3 separate regions of the Mus musculus genome follow, and all the other regions are linked to region 2. Evidence: chromatin contacts called from public Hi-C and Micro-C data. All regions are on one chromosome and are shown on one strand. Each heading gives the region's core, a stretch centred on a gene start, on an enhancer-like site or on the middle of the called end of the contact. The rest is flanking DNA. Distances are from core to core; before and after follow the strand shown.

Evidence for each region. Hi-C and Micro-C count contacts between places; a contact is called where the count stands out from the background.
Region 1: a Micro-C map of brown adipocytes shows a contact between it and region 2, with 5 times the contacts expected there. The contact joins the enhancer-like site here to the promoter of A230028O05Rik in region 2. A contact is called at or near these places in 6 of 484 Hi-C or Micro-C datasets (brown adipocytes, liver, muscle stem cells and 2 more).
Region 3: a contact with region 2 is called in a Hi-C map of bone marrow-derived macrophages, with 11 times the contacts expected there. The contact joins the enhancer-like site here to the promoter of A230028O05Rik in region 2. A contact is called at or near these places in 13 of 39 promoter capture datasets (the 3T3-L1 cell line, 3T3-L1-derived adipocytes, the C10 cell line and 7 more), 3 of 15 datasets of contacts at CTCF or cohesin (CD8 T cells, large pre-B cells and pro-B cells), 69 of 484 Hi-C or Micro-C datasets (3T3-L1-derived adipocytes, the AML12 cell line, the AtT-20 cell line and 35 more), 17 of 115 datasets of contacts at active chromatin or transcription factors (T-cell acute lymphoblastic leukemia, acute myeloid leukemia, bone marrow-derived dendritic cells and 9 more) and 1 of 9 other capture datasets (embryonic stem cells).

The regions. Positions count from the first base shown.
Region 1 is chr16:25,222,829-25,226,396 of GRCm38.p6, forward strand. No RefSeq gene overlaps it. Among named protein-coding and RNA genes, the nearest start is that of Gm32196, 46 kb to the left of the region's middle. Within about 2 kb of position 2,158, at least 13 of the 459 cell types and tissues checked have an H3K27ac peak or open chromatin away from gene starts, as enhancers often do. A contact at or near this core is called in brown adipocytes, where this site is marked.
Region 2 is chr16:25,057,475-25,061,092 of GRCm38.p6, forward strand. It overlaps A230028O05Rik (RIKEN cDNA A230028O05 gene), which reads left to right and starts at 2,165. Exons shown (of 3, transcript NR_040374.1): 1 at 2,165-2,329.
Region 3 is chr16:24,820,014-24,823,999 of GRCm38.p6, forward strand. The region is part of intron 8 of Lpp (LIM domain containing preferred translocation partner in lipoma); the gene reads left to right. Among named protein-coding and RNA genes, the nearest start is that of Mir28a, 5.8 kb to the right of the region's middle. Within about 2 kb of position 2,693, at least 6 of the 459 cell types and tissues checked have an H3K27ac peak or open chromatin away from gene starts, as enhancers often do. A contact at or near this core is called in bone marrow-derived macrophages and hippocampal neurons, where this site is marked.

The DNA of each region.
Region 1 (3,568 bases), core at 908-3,407, 170 kb after region 2:
TTCCAGTAAACTCTGCGTCTCTGTCCTATCCTATTCACCAATACCTTTCTTTTCTCCTCCTCATATTCCTGGAGCTTGCCTGTCTACGAGAAGAAACAGAGGGTTATAAAGAACAGTGTACATTTGGACAGCATGGTGCTCATATTCAGCCTGGGCCAAGGTGGCTGTACAACCAAAGGTCTATGAATAATGGACATTAGAAATCCTGGAAACCAAAGGGTAAACTGTGGTGTAATCTATAATATAACCACTTCTGATAGAATGCCACCTTTCAAAACTTTGTATCCATATGGCTTTACCTATATGCTGGTCTGTTCCTGTGTGCTTCCCTATGTGTAGCCTGCGTGTAACAGTGTGCACTGGATGTCTGCCTGCCCAGCAAGCCTTCCCCTAGTATGAACAAAATATATATTATCTACGTGTGGTTTCTAGGTTCTCTTCAACTGCCTGGCCTCTCATAACCTGACTTCATTCTTGGCTTCAGAGCTTAAACTTCATGTGGGATGTAGTTAGCAGGATTCAGCTGCAGGGATATACTCGATCCCTGCACTGGTAGAGACTGCCTGGTCCTGGTGGATACCTTGCTGGGGGAGGAGTCAACTGGCTGGCTGATTGTATCAAAATCTGTCGGTAAGACACTCTTCCACTTTGGTGAAAGCCAAAGTGCCTTATTTAAGAACCAAGAGAAACTGAAATTTGGGATATGTAATTTAGAACAGGAGCTCATTAAGAAACTTTATAAAAGGAAACTAGCTCAAGAAAGAAACCAGGGAGAGTCTCACTGATAAGGCCAGTGCAGAAGAGAATCAATAAGGAAAAGGAATGTTTGCATGATGCCAATGCAAATCTTCCAGTCTCTACCTTATATTGTTAACAGTTATTCCTGTTGTAATGCGCTGTGTCTATACTTGTGCCCTTATGAAATACCTCTAAGATAACGCAATGCAGGAATGCATAACTTTTTATCTTTATATCTATAAAACATAACACAGTAACAGATTGCTAGGAATACAACATCAATAAATACCAAAAACCCCACAAACTTGATATAAAATAGAGATCATTTTAAAAGGATGCTTACTTATCCGAGGGACTCTCAACTGGAGGATTGCCTCAATCATATTGAGTGCTATGCGTGACCAGGGGCATTTTTCTTGATTGCCAATTGCTGTAGGAGGGCCAGATCACTGTGTACAGTGCCATCACTGGGCAGGTAAATCCTGGTGATACAAGAAAGATAGCTGAACACAAACGCAACAGCCCGATAGTAAGCAGAATTCCTCACTCGGTGGTTTCTGTTTTACAGCAATAAACAAAGCCTTGCTTTAGTTTCATTGCTGACTTACATCAACAAAGGACTGAAACCTTCACAATGAAATAAACCCATTGATTCCTAAAATGCTTTTGCTCAGTGCTTTATTACAGTGGTACCGAGAGAGAAGCCTGTGGCTGCGATGAACCTGCTTTGGGGGTAGCACTGTAGAACCATTTGGAGATCTGAGCTGAAAAAGATGTTGAGTGCTTAGACCTTACTAGGCTGTTGCATGGGAACTTAACTATAAGAATGCTCAGAGAAATCAAGATGACGAAGGCCCGGCTCCTCAAGTTTGAGAGGGAAGAAAAGTCTCTGTTGAGGATCTTTGTGTGATATATTTGAATTAATCTGGTGTTTGGTCAGCAGGGGCTGGAGAATCATCTGTGACTGACAAGAGACTAGAACCTAGGAATAAAATCTCTTTCCTGGACAACTGATGCTGCTCATCTGGGGATGAGAAATCAGGATTAACAAGAGATTAGCATCATTGAGGTGAAATCTTTCGGGAAGTATTTCCACAGGGTTAGTGTACAGTAGTTGCTGTACTAGTAATGGCTATGGATGTGGGGCTCTTTCTACATCTAAAGTTGGAAGCTGAACTTAATTCTGTATAAGGATCACCCATCTAGCACTCGTTTTGAAGGCACAAGTGATGCAAGACCAAGGAGGGATATGGAGAGTGGCTGACATTTGGCATGTGACAAGTTCTGAAGAAAGAAGAGGAAAGGGAATTGGTAAAAGTATCATTTTTAGTGAGGAGCCCAGAATTCTGGAGTGAGAACCATAGGACATCCACCAAGAGGAGTGGCTGCTGTTTTAAAGAGATGGCCTGAGACTCTTAGACAGCTATGGCTGGCAGAGCTGAGCTACCAAGCCTTTTGAAACTAGGTCATGAGTGAGTCCCAGATGTGACACAGAGTGACTTACTGGACTTCTGTTTTATGTTGATCTGATTGTAATTATGCCCTGCTTCTCCTCCTTTCTTGGAAAAGAAAGTATTTAATTTCTTTTTGGTTTTACAGGAGTCACAGTTAAAGCACTTTAAAGAGACACTGAACTAGCAAAAGTATGTTATTTTTGAAATAATTCTTCGGAAATCTCATAGAATATATCTATATCTTCACCCTATTTACCTCCTCAGTCCTCTCCTCAACTCTTCCCAGAGGAGCCCCTCCCCCTGCCCTCTCACTTTGTGCTCCCCCTCTTTTTTTCTTTTTCCTTTTCTTTTTCTTTTTTTTCTTTTTAGAAGAGATTATGTCACAGTAGTCTTAGTAGTCCTACAGCAGATAGCAGTAGTCTTACTATCTCCTTGCGTTTCTTCTGTGATGTGTCCTAAGTGTTAGATGGAAGGGTTATGATGTAATGTATTAGTCAGGAGTGAGAAGCATCTCTGGCCGGTAGTGGCTTTTCTGTAGTGATCTCATTGATGTTGGGTGAAAACAATACTTATCTGGGTGTATAAGGTAAAAGTAAGTTAAGTGAATATGTTATTTAGACTGCAGTGAGAAAGTTTACTGGTTTAGGGGAATGGTAACAGCAGGTGTTTTAGGTTCCATGGCCTTATCATCTATGGCTGGTTGCCTAAGTTTACAGTGTTAGGCATGAATTGCCTTCTAGTTAGGCCTTAAGTCCGAGTCTGAGGCGTTTGAATTACCCCCAAGGTATAAGTTCTACTATTGTATCTTTTGGGATATCTTGCTTTTTATTCTGGCCATTGTTGTAGTTTGTAGGCGTTACCGGTTTGTCAAGAGTGTGGGACTTTTAATGTACTTATTTAAGTTATGATAGTCACGTAAGTTCTTGAAGACTAACAAGAAAGAAAAGGTTATAGCTTAAGGTGATATGTTGATGTTGGTGTATCAAATTGTCAAGGGGTACGGTTCCTAGTTTGCGTTAGCTGTCAACTGGATATAGACTTGAGTTATTGGAGAGAAAAAATGCTAGCCTGGGAGCAGGGCCAGTGAGGAGCGTTCCTCTGTGGAATCTGTTGTAGCTTCCTGCTTTGAGTTCTTGCCTTGAAATCCCTCAGCAATGGACTAATCTGTAAGATGAAATGAACACGTTCCTTCTCAGGTGGTTTTTGGTCATGGTGTTTATCAAAGCAACAACAACAACAACAACAAATCCAAAGAAAAGCAGCATATGTATATGTATATGTATGTGTATGTGTGTGTGTGTGTGTGTGTGTGTGTGTGTGTGTGTGTGTATGTGTATGTGTATGTGTATGTGTATGTGTATGTGTATGTGTATGTG
Region 2 (3,618 bases), core at 915-3,414:
TGTGCTTTGAACATTCATCTGTTTTCAGAGACACGTGACAATTTTCAGCTTAGGTACATATGATATTGTCCAGCCATATGAGAGTTTTACTGTGCTCGGAGGGTTGGCCTGAACACAATGTATGTTGGGGAGGGTGGATACTTATAAATCCTAAGATGCAGAACTTCCTTTCAAGAGGCAAGTAAAAAGCTATTAAAATAATCTCTACCCCCCAATTTCTGTTTCTTTCAGCACGGTATTTCGACGGTGGTTCTTTAACCATTCACACTGAACGAGGAAAATGTTAAGTTTAAAATGGTCAGCAAAGGTGAGGTGGAACTTGTGGGCCTAGGTGGTGAGACGGACAGCCTTTCTATTTAAGGCCAGATGCACTGGCTGGGTTTAGAGATGTTTAGAGAAAAATAACAGTTCTCTACACCCAGATTCATAAGTGTGGACAAAACTGGTATGGTGATGTGGGGACCAGAGAGCAAATAATCAGATTGCTCACAGCAATATTTCTCTGTGACTGAGTGGGCTTGTGGTCGGATCTAAGAAAGAAGTAAGTGTGTTGACCTCAACTCAGGATGCAGACAGGCCCACTTTGGGCTCTCTCCATACAGACTCACCATCAGATGACCATGAGCCAGTCATTTCCTCCCTCCAAGACTCTTCAAGGACTCCATCAAATGGGCATGAGGCTCCATTGTGCTTATGCAGACTGCAGTTGGTCATCAAGGTCATGGAAAGTCTTGGCTAGCTGTGAGTGTGAACCCGAGGTGGGTGTAAGACGCTGACAGGGAAGGAAGTTTTGCCCCCTCTGTAGTTCCTCACAGGGCATTGTGCTGACAGAGCCGTAACAGATTGACTCATACAGAACACTAGGGAAAATGGGCATGATTGCCAGTTCCTAGGCCTGGAACTGGCTTCAGCTGGTTTACTGGTGGGATTCAGGGATGGGAGGTGCAACGGGTAGGTGCCACACTCAGGAAAGAGGGGTATTCTAGAAGGAGGGGTGTTCTTCCGTGCCAGAGGTTCAGGATGGGAGACGTTAAGCTCCAGTCTGGGCAGGCAGAGGAAGGGGCTGGCAGGACCCCATGCTTCTCTTTAGCTTCACACTGACTTCCCGCTCTCACAGACACGTCTCAAAACTCTGTCTCAGCCTCCGTTTCTCCAGCTGTAAATTGCAAAGACCCTACTTTTCAACATTTTGAGAAAGGCCTAGTACCCTCTCTCATCTACTCTGCGAGACTACTAAGGAGTGGTGAAGTTGTTCCAATAGTCGCTTGGTTTCTGCCCTGAGCTCAAGTTCTTTTAAGCCAGTTCTGGAATCCTTTGGGTGGTGGAGCGCACAAGGATTCCTGTGTGTCAGTAAGTGAGCGTACGTGACAGAGGGCTTTTAAATGAATCACTTTGTATATAGCAGGGCCGCACCTGCTCCTCAGACTCTGAAGGCAGTGCGAGCAACAAGATCATTCAAAAGCGCCGCTTTCCATTCAGGTCTATAATTAGCCAGCAGGCTGTTCACCCCTGGAGCTGCTGGGACGGGCCTGGGGCAGCCTGGAGGGGCGGAGCCGAGCCCCTAGGCCCGCCCCTTGGATTCCTCCTCCCGCTGTCCTGTCGGGTCTCCGGTTGTTCTCCCCACCCCCATCTGCGTTCTGGACCGTGCCGGGCTCTACGGGGCAGGATTCCTGGAGGACAGGGCCTGTCCACCCTCCTTTCGGGCTCCCTCTCCAGCTAAGAAGCCCCTCGAGGGATGCGACTCCCCTGGAGCAGCTGTATTTAGAGTGGCATCCTCTTCCCCGCCAGCCGGCTTCTGCGTCCCGCTCTCGGGGCTACCGCCCGCTCACCCCGCCCAGCTCTCCGGGCCCCTCCCAGCCGCCTCTCCCTCTTTGTCGCATTACATAGTAATCTGAGATGCATTGGATGGGCTCCAGGGAACAGAATGTACTTGGCAGAGGCGCGGGGCTTGATGTCTGCAAAATGTCGGAAACTCAGCCAAGAGCTGCTAACTGGGTCATTAACCTCCAAAAGCGAAGCGAGGGCTGTAGGCCCTCTCTGCCTCCCTTCATCTCGCCAATAAAAGTGCCTCAGTGTGAAGGAAAGAAAAAGCCCAAGGTTGGCTGCTTTGATTTCTAGGCACTGAAGGCAGACCGGTCTCCTCCCCCTGCCCGCGCCCCAGCTCCTCCCGGCTGCCTTTCTGTTCGGAACCAAGAGTTTACAAGTGGCCTTTCAAAGGCCCAGCAGCCCTGCAGGGCCAAGCTGCAGCATCTGTGAAGATGTTACCCTCCGCCCTTCCCAACCGCACAGCCTCAGACCCATTTTCTCCCCCCTGGGTTGCGAGGGAGGGGTAAGTTTGGAGGTGGGGCGAAGAAGAAAGTTCTAGTTTAGTCCTTCGGCACTATTCTGCTCCTCCCCCTTTCTGCTTGCTACTCCTCTTCCTTCTACCCTTCCCCTCCTTCCTGCTGGAAAGCTTACGGTGCTCCATATACAAAGCCTGGCTGATGAGCTCCTGGCAGCAGCTGTCAATCCTTTCTCTGCCTGTTAACTGTTACCTGTTCTCAACCTACCTCACCAGTTGGTCTTAAGGACCAAAGGAGAAAGTCCCTCTTTGATCCTGTGACCTTCAGGTCTCTAAAAGCCTAAGGTCTCTAAAGTCCAAAGGAACTCCGGACTTGTAAGTCCTGGAAAGTAAGCAGAGAAAGAGTCTCCCAAAGGCGAAATATCAAAAAGGGAGAGCCACTAAAATCCACCCCCTTCAGATTTCTGGCCATGTTGGACTGCCAAAAAGGTACTTCCTGTGATCATCCAAACCCATTTCTCCGTGGCTAGAGACTCAGGGAGAATTTGGTAGTGAAACCCGGAAGTGGTGTCTTCCTCAGATGAGAGTCCTTGATGGAGAGAGAAGACCACTTGCCCAGCAGAGACAAAGCAAACCCGGGGAGGGGAGAATTGACTTGGCGAATCATACTTAGAAACAGATGTCAGCTTGTCTACACAGTAGGCCAAACCCAGCCCGGGGTGCCCATGTCATTCTTGCCGCGGTCTATGGCAGGCATATCCGATTGACCCTGCCTTTCCCTGAGCATCCCACAGAGGCTAGTTTCTGGGCTTGATGACCTCTGCCTGACTTCCTACTGCCATGCCTCAGTTCCTCTGTAGCCATCAAATCTCAACTTGGGTGCCCCCACCTCTCTTGCTGCCTTCTTTCAGTTTTTCTGAGAGATTTACTAATGTCCTCCAGATAACCAGTCCCTTTGTGCCTGTGTTAAGTCTCTTGTATGGGATATAAGTTATTATATAGTTATTGCTCCATGGGTAGAACTCATTCCTTGTCAATATCAACACCGATGGCAAAGGCCACCCAGCACCCACCCTTCTTGATTTGCCTTCTCTTTGTTTAGGTAGGCCTTCTATCTATCTATCTATCTATCTATCTATCTATCTATCTATCTATCTATCTATCTATCTAATATTACATATATTTTATAATAATTACATATAATTTATAGACAGGGATTATCTGTGTAGCCCTGGCTGTCCTGGAACTCGCTCTGTAGACCAGGCTGGCTTTTGACTCAGGGATCTGCCTGCCTCTGCCATCTTAGTGACGGGATTAAAGGTGTGTGCCACCACAGC
Region 3 (3,986 bases), core at 1,443-3,942, 240 kb before region 2:
TGGGGATAATTCCTTACCCCAGCGTCTTCACAATTGTGCAGTAGAAATTGACAGTAATGTACTCGCGGTCCACCAACAAAGAGAAAAACTATATATGCTTCATTTACTTCATAGGAAAAGCTTCAGTTTTCCACAATTGTATTTTTGGAAGTGACTAGTGTATATACTCCATGGAGAGGAACAAACTTTTTTATTTTTTTCATTTTATTTCCTTACTGTCTTTGAAAGGGTCTCCATTCTGGAGGCCAAAATAGAGCCTCTGTAATAGTTACCAGAAACTTTTTTTGAAATTAGAAAAACTATGTTCAAGAAACACAGATCTTATTCCATGTTAGTGAAGGCTACAACTTGGGGGCTGGAACAAGGAGATTTCCTGCATTGGCCAAAACTTAAAGAGCTAAATTGAGAACCCTATGCCATCGCTGCTGTCTGCATTTCCCTCTGTGCACTGGGAACCACCTAGGGTCTCCAGGCCTTGTTTCGTGGCCAGGACAAGCTTTGCTGCTCCTGAAACTGCACTTTCTTTCCAGAAGTCTCCTCTCCACATCCAAGAATGGCCATGTATTTGCACACTCTTTGAGATGGCTTTCCTTGTATTGACTTATATCACTGACAGTATGAATTTATTTTGCACCTTGTCTTTATGATCTATAAACCTTCTGAAGGCCAGATCTACTTCTAACTTACCTGATTCATTTATGGGTCTGCCCCCTAATGTACTTTTCAAAAAAGTACACATTTATGGGAAGACACAAGGATGGATTACTTCTAGAAAAGTTTATATTGCAATCCCTACTATAACAATATTAATAGATATTGTCACAGGATGTCATGTAGCCCAGGCTGGACTTGAATTAATAATATTTAAAACTCAAACTCCCAAATCCTTGCATGCAGGCCTGTCCTACTATGTGGAGCTGAATAGGCACTTTGGACTTGAATGCCTTTTGTTGTTTACAAAGTTCTTTTACGTGCATTTCTGTGTAGTTCAGCACTTATCCTATGCTATGCACATAAGTGTGTAGTATAAATGTGTATGTGTATCCATTTTGTGTCTGTGTGTTGCTTATATTGAACAAACTCACACATTCATATACAAGCTGAGTTCTGTAAGGGAGAAGCTGCTATGTTGGCTGCTGGAGCCTCACTTCAGCACTTGGCAAGAAGGAAAAGCTCAGGGAGGATTTGTTAGCTGAAGGAATCAAGTTATTACCTCGTTCAGGCTTCACCATAATCATCCAAAGTGCATAAAGTCCATATTGTATCTTGTGTCTTTTCAAGTTAAAAAACTGAGTCCCAAGGACCTGCTCAGGGTTTCAAAGGTACACAGTGGCCAAACAAAAACTTGAACCCTAGCTTTCTAGATCCATAACCTTTCTTCACTGACTTCTGGGAATTTTCTATATTAATAGCAATGCATGAACTATCTCACGAGGAAAAATTGCTTCCAAATTTAAATGCGTGATGCATATGCAGGAAATCACTGACTTTTCAATCCAAGGGTAATGCGGTTGGTGTGACTTTCAGGGAATAGGGCTTTCTTTTACCCACTCTTCCTGATGGGCATGTGTCAGTGCACACAAATGCATACCATACATCCCTCACTTCACACTTTCCGAGGCTTCTTAATTCCTCCTCAGGTTCTCCATGCTCTGGTGTCTTTTATAGCTTCTGCTGGACCAGGCACCCACATGACATTTGTTATTGGGATGTCAGCAAGTGTAAAGACTGTGGGAAGAGAGAAAGCTGACCCATCTAATGTAGACGAGAGCCTGGTACTAGTAGAAGTTTGCTTCCGTCCTGATTGTAGCTCATGGCAGGAAGCAGAGTAAAGCCTTTATTGATGACTAAGTTGTATTGAATATTACAGCATGTCACTAATCGCCACGAGACCCTAATGGAATACCATTCTTACTGAGATGGGAGCCAAGGTTCAGCACTGGAGAGAGGTGACACAAACACCACAGCCAGGGAAGGGCGGCCTTAAGCCCTGTGCCTAGAACACACGAACCCTTACACTGAAATTGGCCGCATAGTGTAGGTGTTTGCACAGTCACTTTCTCTTCTTGGGAAACTATCTCTTGTGTTCTTTAACACATCTTTGTAAATGAGAAAAAGGCACACAGTGCCCTGAGATCACAGTAAAATACAAGGGAACTATATTCATTTCCCATATTCCCATATTCAGACAGACAGACAGACACACACACACAATTGAAAAATCTTTAAAAGGATTGCTGTGGGGAACAAATGATGTCCTACGTGGCTCAGCAGTTGAGATCTCACTGCTCTTGAAGGAGATGTGAGTTGGTTCCTAGCACCCAGGGTTGATAGCTCATAACTGCCAGAACTGCATTCCCAAGGAGATCTGACGCCCTCTACTGGATTTTATGAGCACCTGCACTCATAGATCCCTCCTGACCAGAGTCTGTCTCCTTGCCCATCTCCCTGTCTCTGTCTTTCATAGGGAATGTTAAAATAATCTGATAAAATACAAGAGAAAAGTAACATTAGCTTTTAATCTAAAGTGCATGTGGGTAGGGTGAGTCACTGAAAATTGTACAAAAGAGATCTTAAGTTCTGTAGGATGTTTCAAAGTCTGTGGAAATGCAGTGAGTAGCCCAGGAACTCTGTAAAAGCCTATTTTGGTGCTCGGGGTAGACAGATGGTAATAAGGTAATGGGATGTCTAGTCTATGCAGATTCACAAGTCTGGTTCTGCATTTGACCATGAGTCAGGCCTTGGACATGGTTTCTCCATGTAGACTTATTTCTTTCTCTTTTCGTTTCTCATAAATGGCTACGAAGACTTGCTGGAAGCTGTGTGTGGTTCTTTTTACTGAAATTATCATTTGGGGAAACACTTGTTCTCTAAGACTTACTGAACTCCACCCCACAAAGCATGCCCCCTACTCAGATGTCATCTCCTGTACATCATTTGGAAGATGGATTATTGGGGTTTCCCACCAGTCCCCAGCTCAGTTTCTATTTCCAAATTCCGGCTGCCAGTTCCATACTTGGTTAAGATCCTGCTTCTGCCTGGTATCCTAGGGAAACAGTTTGTAAGGGCTGCTGTGTCCATCTGCCTTCCTGCCTGAGTTTTTGACTATACACCCTGATTATTTCCTAATCTAGAAGTGAATCACAAGACTGCAAATGCAGGGAACAGCCTTGAAATATGTTCAGAGTGTGAATACTTACAGAGTTAGGCCTGAGAGTGTAGAGCAAGACACTTGCATTTGTGACTCTACTTATGTATATATTTATAGGCACTTTGATAAAGCCAATGTAAGTGCATACATAGTTGGGCTGTGTATCAAGAAATCTTAATTTTTAAATGCAGAGACATTACAATTACAGTGTGAACATGGACCTGGAAACCTCCCTGCACACCATTCCCAGTCAGCTGTGACATTGTTCAAGGGACCCTTGGCTTGAAGTTGTCAAGATAAGATAAGTTGGTTAGCTTCAGGCTGTATCTCTTCATCTACAAGAAGCCCATCCTCCACTTGTCATGGGAATTTTGAGCCTTTGTCCTAGAATTTTTTTTTTGACCAAACTAACTTGTTAAATAATATATTCTACAGTCTTGGTTTTATACTCCTAGATACATAGGTATTATACCATCAGAATCATAATTTGGGGTGTAGTGGTGAATGTCTGAAATCCCACACAGCAGGATCCAGAGGTCAGGAACATTATGAGTTACAAAACAGGACTATATCACAAAAGCAAACAATGTAGAGTAATATAAGCAGTATCCTAGACAGATTTGATTTTTATATCAATAAACAGTCTTCTACCAGATAAATCTGTATACTTTTCAAGCTTTGAAAAGTTTGAACCTTACTCCTAAATTTCCATCCAGCACACTTAATATGAACAGCAGGTTATTAAAAATTTACCTATTTGGCTTGTAAAACTTTGGAGCCTAGTTGCTAAATTCACCATTGGACATTGTTGGAAGTCAAAGATGAGCAGAAAAGA